4 separate regions of the Zea mays genome follow, and all the other regions are linked to region 3. The links are chromatin contacts, called in public Hi-C maps. All regions are on one chromosome and are shown on one strand. The core of a region is the stretch at or near the end of the contact, and the rest is flanking DNA. Distances in the headings are between cores, read along the strand shown. Region 1 holds the start of LOC103638632 (ARM repeat superfamily protein). Region 2 has its middle 14 kb from the start of LOC103640056. Region 3 holds the start of LOC109942454 (premnaspirodiene oxygenase). Region 4 holds the start of LOC100276552.

Evidence for each region. Hi-C and Micro-C count contacts between places; a contact is called where the count stands out from the background.
Region 1: a Hi-C map of ear shows a contact between it and region 3, with 4 times the contacts expected there. The contact joins the promoter of LOC103638632 here to the promoter of LOC109942454 in region 3. A contact is called at or near these places in 4 of 25 Hi-C or Micro-C datasets (bundle sheath, ear, leaf and 1 more).
Region 2: a Hi-C map of leaf shows a contact between it and region 3, with 5 times the contacts expected there. The contact joins the enhancer-like site here to the promoter of LOC109942454 in region 3. A contact is called at or near these places in 2 of 25 Hi-C or Micro-C datasets (endosperm and leaf).
Region 4: a contact with region 3 is called in a Hi-C map of leaf, with 5 times the contacts expected there. The contact joins the promoter of LOC100276552 here to the promoter of LOC109942454 in region 3. A contact is called at or near these places in 5 of 25 Hi-C or Micro-C datasets (bundle sheath, ear, endosperm and 2 more).

Annotation. Positions count from the first base shown.
Region 1 is chr9:87,621,503-87,626,130 of Zm-B73-REFERENCE-NAM-5.0, reverse strand. LOC103638632 (ARM repeat superfamily protein) reads left to right here and starts at 2,004. Exons shown (of 8, transcript XR_002265239.2): 1 at 2,004-2,501; 2 at 2,584-4,473; 3 at 4,567-4,628.
Region 2 is chr9:87,702,889-87,707,527 of Zm-B73-REFERENCE-NAM-5.0, reverse strand. No RefSeq gene overlaps it. Among protein-coding and RNA genes, the nearest start is that of LOC103640056, 14 kb to the left of the region's middle. Within about 2 kb of position 3,192, at least 19 of the 20 cell types and tissues checked have an H3K27ac peak or open chromatin away from gene starts, as enhancers often do. A contact at or near this core is called in leaf, where this site is marked.
Region 3 is chr9:87,242,633-87,247,270 of Zm-B73-REFERENCE-NAM-5.0, reverse strand. It overlaps LOC109942454 (premnaspirodiene oxygenase), which reads left to right and starts at 1,781. Exons shown (of 4, transcript XM_020544485.2): 1 at 1,781-2,381; 2 at 2,562-2,735; 3 at 3,914-4,117. The coding sequence starts at 1,926.
Region 4 is chr9:87,554,105-87,558,786 of Zm-B73-REFERENCE-NAM-5.0, reverse strand. It overlaps LOC100276552, which reads left to right and starts at 2,538. Exons shown (of 2, transcript NM_001150313.2): 1 at 2,538-2,698; 2 at 2,787-4,525. The coding sequence starts at 2,887. The coding sequence ends at 3,303.

The DNA of each region.
Region 1 (4,628 bases), core at 755-3,254, 380 kb before region 3:
TCCAGTGCGAAGCATCACCTTTTATTTTAAAACAAAACATTTTGTTTTCTAGAGCAAGGCTAAGCATCATAAAAAGCCTTTTCATAAAATGGAATCAAGGAATGGTGATCAATTTTCCATGGAAGGAAATGCATCAATTGTTTAGCACATAACTCCTATCACCTAATGCATCATATAAGGTAATAAAGATTTTAAAACACAAGGAAAGGGATAATGCACCGTGGCTTGCCTGGAATAACACTAGGTTAGTGTTTGTTAGACGAGACTTGCTTGTCGACCATGTCTCAGCCTAGCACTTGCTTGAGTTATCCATCTTCAGGTTCGTCCATCAGCATCACCTCGCGAGTGGCTCACACTTTACAGCATCTTGTGGTCGACTCAGCTTTGGTCCTTGTCCTTTGATTCGTACGATTCTCAGCTAGCGTACCTAATGAGATGCATGGTGCATATGAATGGATATAAGCAGGAATATCACAAACCTAAATAATGCTACATCTCAATTTCATCGAAGCACACCTCGCATCACTGGTATTTCTAACTTAAATTTCATGCGCATACGAAGCGTCTTATTTCACGATCATAAAACCAATAGTAAAAATAGCGAATCGGCTCACCACATCTCAATTTGATTTGATATTTGCCTGAACGACGATAGCCTTTAATTGAAGTCTTTGATCGAACACTTGGTGAGCCATGCGCTACAACCTTCTTCTCCAACCAATTTCTAGGACCTTTTTCTCCTCCAATCACGCACAAACACACAAATAATTAGTATCTAATCAATCGACGCTAGGCGAGAACAAGAACCGAGAGTCTCACCGGCGATAAGCGCAAACGCGACCTGCACATAGGGATGGGAGGTAGGCTGACGAGGTTGAGGTGGTGGCAACGACCGGGTTGACTACAAGCCGCGCGCAATTGAAAGACCGATCATCGGAATTGACAAGCACGTCGAGACACAACGCGGGTCGACGACGCACAATATACGCAGAAAGGCACTAGCCGGAGGGCGCGCGGTAGTGAGCTTGCAAGGGCGAACAGCTCACGATCAAGCGACGGCGAGCACGAGACCGAGGCGTGCTGCACGTCAGCGACTGACGAGGACTGAAGACCGGCAACGAGGATCCGAGGAGCGAGCTGCTGGAACAACGCTTGAGGAAGAAGAGCCAAAGGTTGAAGACGACGTTGCGCGGGGGACAAGCGCGTTGTCCGGAGGAAGAGGATGGTTGACGGAGAAACAAAGACGACTGCGGATCGATGAGCTGGAGCGGCCAGAGGTGCGCGGTGGTGGAGGAGGGCGCTGGAAACCGGGCTGGGCGCCATGAGAGATGGGCTTGGCGAGCATCGGCGGCTGGAGAGGGCGCTCGGCCATGGGGGAGGCGAGCACTACTAGAGATATGCTTATTTAAGACGCACATTTTAAGATGGATATCAGTGCATTTTATAGAAGCGTCTTTTATCAAATGGTGATGAGTAAGGTAAGACGGTTTGTTAGAGATCCGTCTTTAATAAAGAAGTGTTTTGAGACAAATACATCGTAAGAAATGTCTTATATCTATTTAAGGCAGATCGTTATTGAAAATCGTCTCAAATAAATATATCTTTTGAGTCATTAAGATTAGAAGAATTGTCCTAGATTTTGGTTAGTATATTAGACACTTATATATATATATATATATGAAACTATCTCAAATAAAGATATTATTAGAGTCATCTAGACAATAAGAACTGTCTTAGATGTTAGTAAGTATAGTAGACATTTCTAAATATGAAACTGTTTCGTATGATATTTAAGACTTAGATTCATACTAAATAATCCTATCATCTAAATAGTTCCTTCTAATTAGGTTTTTTAAATCAAACCTGAACCCACCTCTCTCCACGCCTACGTTTGTCATTTACGATGACACTTCACCATGCTTAGCATGATGCGTGTAACATTTTTTATATTTTTTGTCTTCACTTTCTCGCCTGTTACCATGGGCCTCGACTGGAGACTGCACCTCGACCGATTCAGTTTGGACCCCGCTTCCCTCCCTTGTTCGTCCATCCGTCACAATGGTCACACGGCGGCTCCCAAACCCTAAACAGCGGTGGTGCCCCTACGCTTCAGCCTCGACTCAGTATTCCCCCTTCCCCGCTTCGACAAGTCTCGTCCCCCGCCCCCTTATTCCATTACAAGCAACTCCGCCGGTGCCACCGCTGCTGGTGGGACAGGCCGCCGCCGCCGCTGCTGGTGGGACCTACCGCCTCGCGCTCCGCATCCAGCGCCGCCTCATCCCGCCCAACCACCCCAGGATACGGGACTTCGTCTACAGGTACTGCCTTCGCCGAGCCCCGCTGTCGTGCGTCCGCGCTCAGGACGCCGTCGGTCACTGCCAGCCAAACAGGATCAGCGCGAGCAGCCAGTGCAGGCACATCTCCTACTCCTACGCCCCGTTCCCGTCGGTCACTGCCAGGAGGAAGGGTGTCTTCCGCGAGGACATTGCACAGCTGATGGTGTAAGGATCTAAAATACTTGTCAGCGATCTCGTATACTGTTTTTTTTTGTTTTGTTTTGACTTAGTGATTTGCCCAGATCAGATGTCTGATGTGTCTTGGTTTAATAATAAAGAAGCGAGCGAGCGCAGAGGAAATTGTCACTGCTGCTGCGGTTTAGGATGGAGTAATATTTTAGCCTTGATTTTGACATCCTTTTTTGCAGAGTAGTGGATCAACATTATTCAAAATTTTGCTCATGACGTCTGATATGTGGACAGTTGCCATTCAAGTTTTACTCTATCATCAATAGGTGAAGATTCCTGATCCAGAATACTTGTGTAAGATTATTAACATGTTACCCAATAATAATCTTACATAATTTGGCCCAACCCAAAGATACGTTAATTTAAACTCCCTAGATTATTTTGTGGAATCCCAACAGAGTTTATTCATTTGCTTGTACTCTATGAAGTGGAAGTTCTTGAGATGCCAAAAAGCAGGGAAGTGCGGACATAACAGTCAAGATGAGCTACTTAAAAGTGAGGATAATTCAAAGGAGCGTGGTATCCCGAGAATATGAACACTCCAGAGATGCAATATTTGAGGTTAGTATGCAGTAGTCGAGCCTGTTCATAGTTTATTGTTCCTGTTTTCTAATCTTGGTCTTATGACTAATAATTTTTAATGAGTGGTTCTAACTGGACTGCATCCAAATGTAGTCATTGGCTAAGCCAAAATTTGAATTTCATAAAGTAACTAAGATCGGTGTTTGTCCGGATTGTGACAAGGCTGTAGCTTTCCCCTTAATCGATCAGACCATATCCTAGGATTAAGGATGTGCAACAGAACCCTTTTGTTGTCGACGATATCAATGAGCTTCGGTTTTTTTCACATCCATAACTATATACCAAGCCTTTCTGCCACATTTGCAAGCCACACCATCGCTATGAATAGAAAAACTATTATGCTAGATCCATCTTCTATCCGCATATCATAACCATAACGGGTCCTTCAAAATTTATTTGTGACCTTTATGCTTTGATATTTGATTGGTAAGGGTCTACAGGATCTTATGACCTTATTTACCATCGCTCTGAGTTCGCAAGGCATAAATATTATGGTTCTTGTGAACTCATCCTCCTACATGTAACATGTCGAGTGAAGCCCAAGCCTGGCCCAACAAGGAGTCATGTTCTTTGCAGAACAACAATAGATAGATGCCATTTAAACTAAGTTGATGGTTGTTTCAATATAACACTTGAAAGAACAGACCCAAGGATGTAAACTCAAGTGTTACTACCCCTCATGCAAAACTCAAACTAACAAGAAGATGGTCTCCCCAAAGGCAGTTGCTCACAGAAAATTTTTGGGCAACTCAATCTGGTATACCATCACATGTCACCAAGGTGCTATTTCAAATCAAAACAAGTTAAAAATGTACATCTAACAAAGATACCATTGTCAGATCTTTATACAACACAACACACCAATGTTGCTATTCAAAAACTGTTGCTACCTGCCTAGAGCCCAGTTCTCCAACCTTTCCATGTCCGGGGCTGGGTGCCTGGGTCTGCGTTAATGCTGGACAGCAGCTTGTGATTGTTTAGTGTCTGAAAACTCTAGCAAAAGTCTGGTGGCAAACAAGGTTCTCAATTTAGACATATCACTGTGTGGTAGCGTTTGCTCCTTAATTCTATTTCTAAAACATCTGCTTATTGGTGTCCATGTGCTGGTTCATATGCAATGATGTTCTTTGTTTGTGATGGAATCTTATGATTTTGCTAAAATGTGCATTGTTTTAGTGGTACTTCCAAACAGTGGCCACTAACCATCATGGTGAGGATGCATCATCAGTAGCAGTCAGAAGTAAGAAAGGCTTAAAGACGATTAGACATACCACTATGTTTATTTACTATACTATTATTTTGATGTACTAAATGATTTCATTTGAGTTATTTTGGTGTTTTGATGGCATATGGAGGCCTCCAAGATGTAAGATATTCAAAATTTACCCTTCTAGTGTGTCTTATTTTATGAATTGGTTTTATAAGAAAATGCTGATTCATTTCAGTATCCATCTTGCAGTTTTTGACTGAAAAGAAAGATTTAACAATTACATTGATCAGGAACCGGATTCTCCCATTATA
Region 2 (4,639 bases), core at 1,943-4,442, 460 kb before region 3:
TCATGATGGTGCCATAGGATGTATACTCTTTGTCCTTAGCACTTCCTTTTTCTTTCACTTTTAGAGTTTATGCTCCTTATGTCTTAACAATTACTGAACAAACACTGAGAGCAAACTTTGTTAGTAACTGTCACACCTGGGTTTTAGGGGTCCAAAACCCGGGCATGAAATAACACCAGGTGTGCTGGGACCAAGTCTCACACATATGATGAATAGTGGTACAGAAACGAATGTCACATCTTTACTATGTAGTATGAGTTCTATACAAAATAAATAAATAAATACATCATAAGGAGACAACGATCCAGCAACCCAAAGTTGACTGGTCGGCCTAGACCTCTCATGAACTCGTCACAGCATCCTCCATGCGCCTCATCCTGCGGTACCTGTTCTTGACCTGTGGGGGTGTGAGACAGCAAGAGTGAGCTCACATACGTTCATCGCTCAACAAGTTGTGGGGAATAATGTGCATGAACTCACCAAAGGTGAGAGCTCACGTGAAGTGTAAGGCTTACCAAAGAGGATGGTTGAAACTGAGCATTGCTTTTAAAGTTGGTCAAAATTTTATTAGCAATTACTAAGTATAAGTGAATACCAACCCAATTAAGTAGTAGAACAAAAGTGATAACAACACCTGCGATGCAATGCATATGACAAATTGAATTTAGTTCCATAAATTAATCATGTGAGTGTCCGAGCTACTCATGACTGTGAGCACGACTGATATACCAGTTTTACACTCTGCAGAGGTTGCACATCTTTACCCACAAGTCATGTTACCCATCTGCCAAGGGATCGTGACTTCCTATACACCTCTACCGAGGAGGCGACACAAGGTAACACTACGAGGCCTTTACAAAGTTCCACTAGCTTCAGAAAACCCGCTACAGTTTCTATGAAGCTCCAATGCAGGGACCCCTCGCCTGACCGCCATCGCAGCAAAATCAACCCAATGGCCTCCCTACACTGACCACTTCCCTACTCCCCTTGCCCCTTTCGGGTAAGGTAGTCCTCCACTAGCTTTCCTAATTAGTCAGCCAAGGGCGTCCCATACCACCCTTGTGGTAGCACTGTTTTCTCGGGTGGTTCTCCATGTTCTAATCAACATAATGATCTTATCATGAACAATATATAACAAACTGATAATAAAAGTATGATCACGAATAATGTATATCTCTATACCCAAAACCACACAAAGCAATAGCAGGTACTACCCAAAAATTCAGTGGTAAACAAGGTATAAAGATAGTCAAACTAGGGTAATTTGTCGGGTCCCATCAAAATTAACCTATGTAGATCATTATGATTAATAAGAACATGAGTGGGTAAAAAAAGAAGTGACCAAAGGGCACAACTTGCTTGGGACTTGAGATTCCAGGTACTAACTTGCTCTTCAAGTGATTCGTAACCTCGCTGCTAGTCGTAGCAATACAAACAAACATGGTATAGGCAAAATTAACATCACACCAAACATAAGAATAAACTGTGTAATAATAATCTACGCGTCACTACAAAACCGTGGGCTCGTGAATCACTAACTTCGGAGTTACGGTTAAGGAGTTATGATTTATGGAAGATAAATGTGATTTAAATATTAAACTATATTATAAATTGGTTAATATACATCATATGAGAAAATATACTCCAACTAGTTAAGTAAACTTTAATCCAGATTATAACTTGTTTAGGAATAATATTATAGTCAAATCACTATCATGGTCTAGTTTAACTTTGGTTAAAAGGTATAATCTACTGAACATAGGCTAAACAAATATCTAATTATAAAAATATGTTCTATGGTACAATTAATATTGCCACTGCGTAGACAATATTTTTATAAAGCTAACACAATTTGAATGGATCAAATCAGAGTTACGGTTCTCAAGTTACGAATTTCTAAAGATTTAGTAGTGGTGTACAAAAGAAATTAAGTACAAAATTTCAGTTTAGATTTCATAACAAAATAAAGTTACTGGATGATAAACAATATCAATACAATTCTAATGCAATTGGAATGAATTAATTTGGAGTTAAAATGGATTTAATACGAATTAAACAAGTTTCTTGATTTATTTTTAAACTAAAATCATTTTCTGAATTATTTTATCCCTTTTATTTAACACCTGGGCTGCGGGCACAATTTCTGGAAAGCACAGGGGTTAACTCGTGAAAAACAGGACTGAACCGTAATTATTCTATAACAGGCAATGAACGGCAGCTCGGTTTCAAAGGAACTGAGAGACTCTTCTGTAAAACGGTCCGACCGAAGGGGTATGGACATTTCTCAGCCACCCGATCAAAATCTGAAGATCCAGGTTAGATTTTCCCCATTTGAACCGGTATCAATTCTCGACCACCAGATCATGATCTAACGGCAACTAAAAGGACTTGAACCGATCACGGGTTCCGCGCGCTGGATCACAATCTAACGGCCCTGGTTCATCACTCGGGTTCCTGTCGTCCCAAACTAATCCGGTCCGTCCCCCTCGGATCCGACCGCCCAGATATCATCACCTACCTCCGGTGACGCAAGGACGGATGCGCCGCCCCCCGGCGATGTCCCGCCCGGCGGTCCGAGACTCCCAACACACGGCTGACCAGGGCGACGCGAACTGGAGAGCTAGGCGAATACTGCGGCATGATTATTACCTCAGCTGGCGCTGTGGCAGAGGTTTGCCACGGCACACATCCACATCGCGGCGGCGCTGCTACACCGGCGGAAAATCACCGACCTCACGGCTGCGATCCCCGCCTGCCGAGGTCAAGCGCACGCGCGGCAGCATCCCACGACGCGCTAAGAACACCCCCGAGGTCGGGGAGTTACCCACGGAGGAGATCGATGGTGGCGGCATCATTTCTCTCTCCACCATGGCGAACTTGGATCACGGTGGCATGTGTTGTTTCGGCCTGCGCACCCGGGTGAGAGGAGGAGCGTCTGGGGACTTATACCGATGGGAGTAACGCACCAGCCGAGGAGAGGGATGTGGATTCGGAGTCTGTTGCAACGGAATTCTGAGATCCCCGGCTGCATCATCCCCACCGCGTCGCCGGGAAGAGGACGACCGACATCCCGGTCCCACGAGTCAATGAGTGATCAAGGCGCGCGAGCGGTCACGGGAAAGGAAAGGGGACTGACCACCAGGGCCCATTCGTAAGTGAACGGGTGCGAGGGAGGAGCTGGCAGTAGCGGCCCACCGAACAGTGAGGCAGACGCCGCGGGGCCACGGGGAAGGCAACTGGGCTGGCGCGGTGGGAGAGTGGTATTGGGCCGAGGCGCGCACGAGGGAAATCAGGGGGATGGGCCGAATTTCAGAACTGCGGCCCAATACAGGTGCTTCACCATTTTCTTTTATAATTTCTGGTTTATTTTCCAAATTCAAGGATTCAAACTACATTTGAATTGCAGTTCTGAAATCCAGATTTCCAAATATACATAAAACTCCCAATGTGAATTTAACACTCATGGTTTGCTTTAACATTATTTATTCATCTTTCTACTTGATTATGGAAGGAATAAATGCTTTTATTAAGATTCCTTTGATTTTTTATATTTTTCATTTATAAATTGAGATCAAATTTAAGTTGCGATTTCTTTATTTCAACAAAATTCCTCACAACAAAATCATTAGCATGAGATGCACATTTCCTAGCTTTTACTCTCTTAATTAATTATGATAGTGGAAGAAAATAAAAAAAAAATTCTAAAGGTTTCAAACATTCTCAAAAACACCCTTATAAATATATTTGTTTATTTACTTTATTATTATATTTTTTTCTTCTACCAATTTTTTGGGCATTACAGTAACATTATTTGTTTTGTCATCTTAATCACCAAAACCCTCAAATAGGGTTGATTGCACTTACAGTCATCAATCACAAAAGTGGGAGATTGTTAGGAAAATGGACACCAGACCATTTGATTATGGGATTTTGGTGTTTGATGAACAACATAACTAGTGAACTAATGCTTCCCAACAGTGTGTTTTGTAGTTCATAGGATGCGAAGTGGATTGGACTTAAGCTCTGAGGATGTAACACCTAAAAATACATTAAGAAGACCTTTATTGAACATCTACAAAACAAGAGAAGCCCAAGACACGGAGAAGAGGCATCCACAGGTGGGTGATTTGCCCTCCCTAGGCGGATACTCCGGTGGCTCACCGAACAGTTCTGTGCACTTCACAAAATGTTCGGTGCACCAATGGATTTTTTTGGCTGTATGGAGGGAGAGTCACCAGACGGTCCGGTGCCAGGACCGGACAATCCGGTGTGGAAGCCGACAACACTACAACGGTAAAATTCCAATTGCTAGTTGCACCAGATGATTTGGTGCCAAGCACCGAAACGGTCCGGAGTGCCACTGAGAGCAACAACTTTTCCTCCAACAATTATAATTCAGTTGGGGTCTATGAATACTTCACCCAACTGGCCATTTGAATGTGTGGGAGCTCAAGAAACATATCAAGCAAGTTCATACACATTTCCAAGTGCTCCAACACCCAAGTGCTTAATAGAAACACTCAGTGATTAGCGTAGAAACTTTGCGAGATGCTTAGGTTAGTTAGACCGCTATTGCGCTTGCTATATGTGATTCCTAGTTAGTTGAGTGAGTTTAGAAAACCCCACAAAACCCTTGGGC
Region 3 (4,638 bases), core at 532-3,031:
TGGTGCTCGGCTTTCCCTCCCCCTTCTCACTGTTTCCCTTGCGGTGGCTTAGAAATCCGCAGATGGGCAGGAAAGAGGGTCGCAGCGTGGTCACTTTTATGGTCCCGGGAGCACGCGACCAGCATGTATTTGGTTGCTCGCCTACGGGTTCGTCGGCGAGGGTGCAACGGTCGCGGCCGATTTGGCCGAGAGGTTCACAAGGACCGGACCCGCCGAACGGAAGAGCGAGTAAAATGGGAGGCGAAATCCGCGTGAACCCGGCGAGGATTACGGGCAGCGCAACGACCCGAACCAGGTGCCTTGTTTGTCATAATCTGCTGGAGAAGACGATCATGATGCCATAGGCCCACATGGCAGCGACCCCGCGTGGAGAGTGCCTGATGGGATGCGGCTGCGGAGCGGTCCCACGTGCCTGTGATGGAGACGAAGTTGTCCACACATGGGTTTGACTGATGGGTCGGGCCCATATGTCGGCACACATGTCTGATGGAGGCGGGCTGAGCTGATCAAAAAGGGAGAATGGGCCAGCCAGGCCGCATTTCGACCCAAGCGGCAACAGGTGAGTTTTTCTTTTATTCCTGTTTTCTTTTCTATTTTTATTCCCACCTTTAAAATTCAGATTTAAATATGGGTTTCAAATTCTAATCTAAATGTAACATCCAGAATAGCAGCATGAAGGCAAAGTATATATTTTTATAGACTTATATATTTATTTTAATTATTTTGTTTCCTTTGTTTAGTTAAAGGTTCAAAGTATGTTATGCACCCATATTATTTCTTTTTAGGAAGAGTTATTACTCTTGAGTGTGTGATCAAATCCCAAGTAAAAATAAATATTCATTACCTTACTTGTTTAGGGAAATATTTCTAACCATATGATTCAACAAAGGTTGGTTTTAAACATATAGGGTCTTTTATTTAATCTCTTAATATAAAAGACTTTTATTCAAACATGGGAATACCAATTCCTAAATCTCAACATAGTTCTAATATGAATATAAATCTTACTATTTTTATATTATTATTTATTGTTTTCCTTGTCATTTATTTATGTGAGGAATAAATAGCTTAATTGAAATTTTCTTTCCCATTTTCTATTCCTTTATAAATTGAGGTCAAATTCAGGTTTTCAATAAATGCATGATAACCACATCATCAACAAGAGATATGCCATTCTTTACTTTGTTTGTTGGTTACTTAACTGATTTAATACCATTTGTTGATTATAAATAGGAAGAGTCCTAATGAAGTTTCAAGGGTTTCAACAACTCTCCTAACATCATCATAAATTTATTTATTTATTTTATATCTATATATTTTTTTCTTATACTAATTTTGGGATTTACAATGAGTCAGGGACGTCGGCGCTGGCAAATGAAAGAGAAAAGGGCAGATTGGGTCCGGCGGGGTGTGTTGGCCACCGAAATTAAGCCTAATTTTTGATGGCCAGAGCGGGGCCATCGAAAATAGTAGCAGACGCCAAAAAACTACTAGAGTTGTTGTAGTGGAGAGGCAGAGTGCTATAATTATTTAATAATTTTTTGTAAAATAGAATTCTTATTGGAGCAAAAGTTTTAGTGTCAGAGTCCTATATATTTCAAAATACAAACTCTGGCTGGAGATGCTCGGATCCTTAGCATTGGTAATAATATTATGATTATTTGATGTGCTGCATATTTTGCCCACGAAGCTCATACTAGTGCACTTATAATTGAGCTCACCAGACGTCGATATGATGGGCCCTTGCTGCCCTCATTGGTGCTATATATATCCCGCCACCCCGAGGGAGATGGAACAGCAAGCTAGGTATTGAACTCACGAAGCAAGCAAGACTCTGTACTGCTATAGAAAGCAGTAGCAAGGTCTAGTCGGCTGTGTGGCCTAGGCGCCTAGCTATATAGTAAACGTGTAACACGGTATCCAGCATGGACGGGTACATCTACCAGTCGCTCTTCCTCTCCGTCCTTGCTGTGGTACTGCTGCAGCTGGTGAAGATGGCCCTCAAGCCGAGGCCACGGCTGCCGCCAGGGTCTTGGAAGCTGCCCGTCATCGGCAGCATGCACCACCTCGTGAACGTGCTGCCGCACCGGGCGCTGCGGGACCTGGCGGACGTCCACGGCCCGCTCATGATGCTGCAGCTCGGCCAGACGCCGCTCGTCGTCGCCTCTTCCAAGGAGACGGCGCGCGCCGTGCTCAGGACGCACGACACCAACTTCGCCACACGCCCCAAGCTCCTCGCCGGCGAGATCGTCGGCTATGAGTGGGTCGACATCCTCTTCGCCCCCTCCGGCGACTACTGGCGCAAGCTCAGCCAGCTCTGCGCCGCCGAGATCCTGAGCCCCAAGCGCGTGCTCTCGTTTCGTCACATCCGGGAGGAGGAGGTGAGCACAGGCACAGCTAGCGCGCACGGTAGTCACACGAGAGTACGAGACGCTATGAGATGAGAGTACACTCTGAAGTCTGAACAAAAACAACGCATGCAAAAATCTAAAAATAAAGCAGGAGAAGACTGGTCAAAAGAGGAGAACATGCATGTGATACGCTGATGTGTTGTGTTCTAGGTGATGCTGCGGGTGGAGGAGATCCGCTCGGCGGGCCCGGCGACGCCAGTGAACCTGAGCGTGATGTTCCACAGCATCACAAACAGCGTCGTGTCCCGGGCCGCGTTCGGGAAGAAGCGGAAGAACGCGGCGGAGTTCCTGGCGGCGACCAAAGCCGTCGTCGGCCTATCAATAGTACAGAGAAGATCTATACTGGCGGTCGTAAACCTATTTTTAGTGGCGTTTATCGTAACCGCCAGTGCTAGGGGCCAGTACAAATCATCATTTTTACAGGCGGATAACTGAAGACCGCCAGTGAAAATCGATTTTCACTGACGGTCGACGTAATAAAACCGTCAGTGCAAATCGTTTCCAGGAAACATAAAACAGATTTTAAAAATAGTAAAAACAATTATTTTTATTAGGCCCACCCCACTCGTGCAAGTCACGGCATTTTTCGCGCAAGATTCGCGCGCTACACGGTTATTAGTAATCGAACCGTCGACCTCACCCTCGCGCGTATCCTCCAGTACCACTCCGTCTATGACATGCTTTGTGTCTATTTTGTAGTTGTTTTTTCCACATATTACAACTATTTGAGTGTAAATTGCTTATTTGAGACCCTAAACGAATTCAAATAAAAAAGTTGTCAACTACAAAGATAAATAACTTTTGAAGTTCTACAACTTTTATTTTGACACTTTTTTCATCCGAGGTAGTTTGCAAAATTTGAATTTTAAATTTGACTTACTTAGATTCAATTTTTGAGAACCGAAATGAGTTCAAATAAAAAAGTTATCAACTACAAAGTTTCATAACTTTTAGAGATCTACAACTTTTATTTTGGTGGTTTTGTCATACGAGGTCGTTTGAAAAACTCAAAAAATTAAGGATAAAAATGATTTCTAGTGGCGGTTCCTTAAGAAAACTGCCACTGATGCTGTTGGTAAGTTGGAAGCCGAAGCACTTGCGCTCCTCAATAATTTCCTCGAGGATGGTGTCCACCGTCTTGTGGATCTCCTTGAGGCTGCGCGTCATGCCGGTGAGCTTGGCCAGGACGGTGGTCCACGTCGGGAACAAGTCCGGGACGTTGAAGCCGCTGAACACACTAGTAGAAAAAGGCTCAACACCTGTGGGACGATATATTTTTACAGACGGATCCGGTTATCCACCGACTGTGCTATTTCTAGTGGCGGTTCCTTAATAAAACCGCCACTACAAATCATGGATTTCTACTGGCGGTTTTCTTAAGGAACCGCCAGTAGAAATACGATTTCTAGTGGCGGTTTTATTAAGGAACCGCCACTAGAAATAGCACAGTCGGTGGATAACCGGATCCGTCTGTAAAAATATATCGTCCCACAGGTGTTGAGCCTTTTTCTACTAGTGTGTTCAGCGGTTTCAACGTCCCGGACTTGTTCCCGACGTGGACCACCGTCCTGGCCAAGCTCACCGGCATGACGCGCAGCCTCAAGGAGATCCACAAGACGGTGGACACCATCCTCGAGGAAATTATTGAGGAGCGCAAGTGCTTCGGCTTCCAACTTACCAACAGCATCATCAAGGCCATCATACTGGTAAATAATTATACCAATTTCAACGGTTGTCACGTGTCATCTATATATGGTCAAATGGCGGCCCAGCATAGGCTAAGGCTCATGCACGTCATGCCGGTCTGCTGACTGTGACGGACCAGCCTGTCGAGCCATTTGATTAAATTAGCGTAAAATATTAAAAATGGTGCATGAGGTAGGGTTTGAACCCATGTCCTGATGGAACAAGAGCGAAAAACACTGGATGAAGCTGTCTAACCAGTAGAACATCATGCTCATATGTTTTTAATATTGAATATAAATTGTATATATGTATATACGTTTTTTAAAATAAAAAAATATAATCGTGTCGGGTCGGGCCAGCACTATGGGCCGAGGCTACAGCCAAAGCACGGCACGATGTTCTTGGCTCTTGCAATCATTAGGTTGTTTCTGAGACCACATTGGCGCAATAGACTCTATGATGTTTGAGGTTGCTGAATTGAATGGAGTAACAATGATTTGTCACACTAACAGTAAAATGAAAGATTATTTATTGGTTTTAA
Region 4 (4,682 bases), core at 1,289-3,788, 310 kb before region 3:
CTGTAGAATCATAAAATAGCTCAAGAAATTTAAGTACTTTATCTCCAATAACCCAATGGTCATCAGTTAAAATAAATTGATCACCTTCAGCCCTAAGATAGTTTCCATGAATGAAAGTAGTGAAAGGTATCCTATGAGGAAACAAATGCTTAAGCATCAGATATGTAGAGTTCTACCTAACCTTCATGTCCAACTAGAATTTTCTAGGTCTAATATTAGTAGCAATGCAATAACTTTTATATGCAGCAATTCTCTGATTAGAGTTTAAAAAAGATATTGCAGTTCTAAATGTTTTAATCAAATTCTTAAGAGCATTTAGGGCCTCTTTAGCTATCAAATTGATTATATGACATGCACAACGTTGATGCAAGAACATTTCAGATTCTGCACCATTATCAATACCCAGATATGGTGACATTATAGGTCTAAGCAACCTCATGGCAGAAGCATTAGATGATGCATTGTCTAGGGTAAAAGCAAACACCTTATTAGTCAAGCCATAATCAGCAAGCACACCAGCAACACGATCAGCAATGTTTTGACCATTGTGTGACACATCAATAAGCACTAAAGAAAGCACCCTTTTTCTCTAGTTGCCAATCAGGGTTTATGTAATGGGCAACAACACTAAGGTAGTCCTCTTTGGCATTACCAGACCAAATGTCAGAGGTCAAACACACACAATTAACATCAAAAGAAGTAAGAGTCTCAACAAGCTTAGCCTTTTTGTCAGTGAAGTATTTAACCATGTCTCTGGTGGTGGTTTGCCTAGAGACAGGCACAAATTTAGGATTATGAGCAGTTCAAACGCAGCATTTTCACCCAAATTAATAGGAATTTCTAGCCTAGCAAGCAATCGAACCAATTCATTACGTGCAACCATAGGATAGTACTCCCAGTTATGCATACTACCATCACGATTAAAAGATATCTGAGACTGAGACATGCGGGTTTTTTCACGCCTCCTAGGACATCTATCCCTATGTCGGCTGAGTTGGCCAGTGCCACCACTAGAGAGAGAAGAATATTGCTTAGAGCAATGTATGCACTTAGCTGCAAACTTACCTTCTTACCGTTCACGATTTTGAAAAGTTTCTCGAAATCTAACCAGACTGCAGAAGTAGAAGGACGACAACGCTTGGCACTGTGTTCGTCCCCTTCACCTTCCTGGCCACCGACTTTTTGTTCATCACCTACATGGATGGGATGCTCACTGCTATGGCCAAAGAGCACTGCAGCATCCTCCCGGAGGTCATCCTCATCGTCATCTCTGGCCAACCCGCACAACCGTCGCTCCTCGTTGCAGTCAATCTCAACAGTTTCATCATCGGAGACGGCCATCGGAGTCCCGGTTCCTCAACGGCTACAACATGAATACAAGATTAGGGTTAGGGTTACATAATAAAATAGATTAGGGTTAGGGTTACCCATTACCTAATAAGCCGGAGCACCAGGATCTCCGTAGGCGACGACGACCGGTCGACCATCGACGAACTACCGATCCGGCCACCCGGTTCCTCGACGGATTTGAATTCGGAGCACCGTAGCAGCCGACGACGTTTGAGCTCGAGGGAGATGACGATGATGTTGTGTGCCAGTGCCGGACAGTACCGGAGGGGGAGAAGAAGATAGGAGATAGGAGAGGGAGACTGGAGCTAGGGTTACATAATAAAAGAGATTAGGGTTAGGGTTACCCGTTATCTAATAAGCCGGAGCACCGGGATCTCCGCAGGCGATGTCGACTGGTCGACCATCGACGAACAATCGATCCGGTCACCCGGTTCCTCGACGGATTTATTCCGGAGCACCGTACAAGCCGACGGCGTATGAGCTTGATTGCTCGAGGAAGACGACGAGGTAGACGAGGATGATGCTGTGTCGTGTGCCAGTGCTAGTTGGTGTAGATGACACCGGAGGGGGAGAAGAAGACAGGAGAGAGGAGACAGATGAGGGAGAACGGAGCTAGGGTTATGGATATGAGTTACCCATTCCACAAATGCGCAAATCCGTTGAGGTCTTGAGGATGGAGCGGGGGAGAGGATCTCCGACGATCGATCCGAGCGGAGGCGGAGAGCCGGAGACCGGAGAGGGAGACCGGAGCGCTGAGCGGAGGCGGAGGGAACGAGGGAGAGGAGAGTTCGCCCAATCGCCCGCAGCTGAGAGCGACTTTAGGGTTTACACGTGCAGACGCAGTGACGCACTAGCGCAGGCCGCGGGCGTGCTCGGTGCTTTGATGGCTGGGCTGGGCCACGCGCGCTGGCGCCAGGGCGGTGCCAAAGCCGTGCCAGCCCATTTAATCGTGTCGGGCCTGGGCCGACACTACGGACCGAGTTGGTGGCCCAGGCACGACACTGTGTACCAGCCGGGCCCGGCACTGTGTACGGGCCGGACCCAACACTGGCACTGTATGGAACGGGTCGTGTCGTACCTGGGCCGTGCTTTTTAGTGCTGTGCTCGGGCCGACCCACCTTGTTAGTGTCATATGGCCCTGTATAGTCCAGCCTGCATCTTAGGTTTAACTAGGAATCTAGGATCTAGTGGTCCAAACAACCAAACAGCCGCTATATAGCGGACTAGGGGCTCGTTGGAGAGAAAACTTATTACAACCGACCAACGCGCTTTGTAACGCCTCCGCTGCAATCAGCCCCCGCGGCGAGCTTGCCCTGCCCCTGATTGCTAGTTCTCGCCGTTACGTAAGGTAAGCTCCTCTCCATCTTATTTTTTTCTTCTCTTCCCCATTCATATCGGCAGATGAGCGACGGGTTCTGATCCCTTTCGAAAAACAGGCTTCTTGGCCTTGCGTCCTCCGTCTTTCGTTGCTGATACATCGAGGTATTAAAGAAGCTGCCTGGTTCCGGGCAGCAGAGGTCGCCGCCGCCTGCAGCAATGGCCGACTTCTCCTGGCTCACGGTGCTTGGCTTCCTATTCCTCACCTTCAACTCAGGCATGGCGATTTATCGGTCCAACGGTGACGCCGGCTCCGTCGCTTTCGTCGTGGTATCTTATCTCGACCTGGTGGCCCTGTTCGCCTGCTTGCGCTACTACGAGCAGTTGGATCAGCAGCACTCCCAAAAGCGCGCGAGGGTCAAGGCTGGGGTTTGGAGCCTCACGACCCTCCTTACTATCATGTTCAGTTACAAGGTGGCTGAGATTATGCCCCTGCCAGTCAAACTTGTTGTCTGGTCGATGGCAGCCGCTACCACCTGTGGCGGCTTCTACGCTTTCTTCGTCCACAGCGAGAAGCCTGTCATGCCAGCGGTGGCGCCACGGCCCGCCGCGGCCAAGGATGCAGCCTCCAACTAGGTTCGTTTGCCACCACAAGGCGCATACTGCCGGCCTTGGTTCGGCACCGCGCGTTAGATCCCAGGGCCAACTAGGTTGTTCTCTAATTCCTAATTTCTTGGCCTTTTCTCTTCCACTCTCCGCCATTTTAGCTGTCGCCTCGGTTGTTTTAGCTTGCCGGCGTGGACAGACTGGCAGATCTGGAGCTCGGCGCGACCAGATCCGGTGCTGCTGTGCCCGATGGCAGAGGAGATCTCTCTGGTTTACTCTGCTAAGAGTCAAAGAGGAGCTGATGACGACAACTAAGCTTGGGTTACCGATAATTGAGCCTGTTCTCTGCACGAGAAGAAATTTCCGGCCTCACCTAGTACTAATAAGTATGCTGGATAGTCCCCCAGCACGGGAGTTAATTGTATCAAGAGAAGTGGAGACCAAGGGCAGAGTAGAACTACAGAGGATATCTTTGTATATGGAGGCTACATGTGAACAAGAAAGGAGAGGAGGAAGACTGTATAGATCTGAAGAACCTAAGGAGAAACAATCAGAGTACTTGCTGGAACACATATATCTTCCATGATAAAAGTTAGATTTCTTGTTTGGTGCTCATGCATGGGTTCCATATGTTCTTCCCGTCTTATTAGAACATATCTATTGGACTACCATGCATAAAAAGCCGTCGTTTCATAAACTATTGGGACTATACGGCACCAATGAAGCTATTGATGCTGGCCGGCAAGCTGACAGCGAGGTGAAAGCTTTTCAAAACGATATTCCGAGTGGAAGAGAAAAGAAAATAAAAGAAATAGCAGGTTATTTTAGAAAAAAATAGTTGGCCCATATGTAACGCGCGGTAGCTTTAAGATTATTATGTCCAGCAGCTTATTCATATATTATACATATATTCAAATTTCACTCTGTGAATAGTAGTCTAAAATACAGTAGTGTTTTGAGTAAACTATGGATAAACTGCTGGACAAGGTCTAAGATAAGTGCTGCGTGGTGGCAACAAACGACACTTAGTCTTGTTTGGTGGCAATGATATTGGAGGGGCTAAAGTTTTTTCGCTCCTAAACAAGCTCCTAAACAAGCTCCTAAGAATCTTACGTGTTATGTTGCATTATGGAATATCTATGTATCTGCAAACTCTCTGTAGTCTGTATGTACCTCGGATGTGCTCTATGTGGCTTTGTAATTCTGAACGGAGGAAGTAATAATAAGATAAATGGATGGCGTAACAAGATAAGTTGCTTTGTGCAATTTGTGTTTCCATACTCCGGTGCATTATTGTGCCCCTGTACAGGACAAAACCGGCGGCCGACATGCATCCATCTCCTGTCCGCCAAACCGCTATCTGCTGGGCACGGGATGTCCATACGCTACCTACCGTTTTGTGATACTGA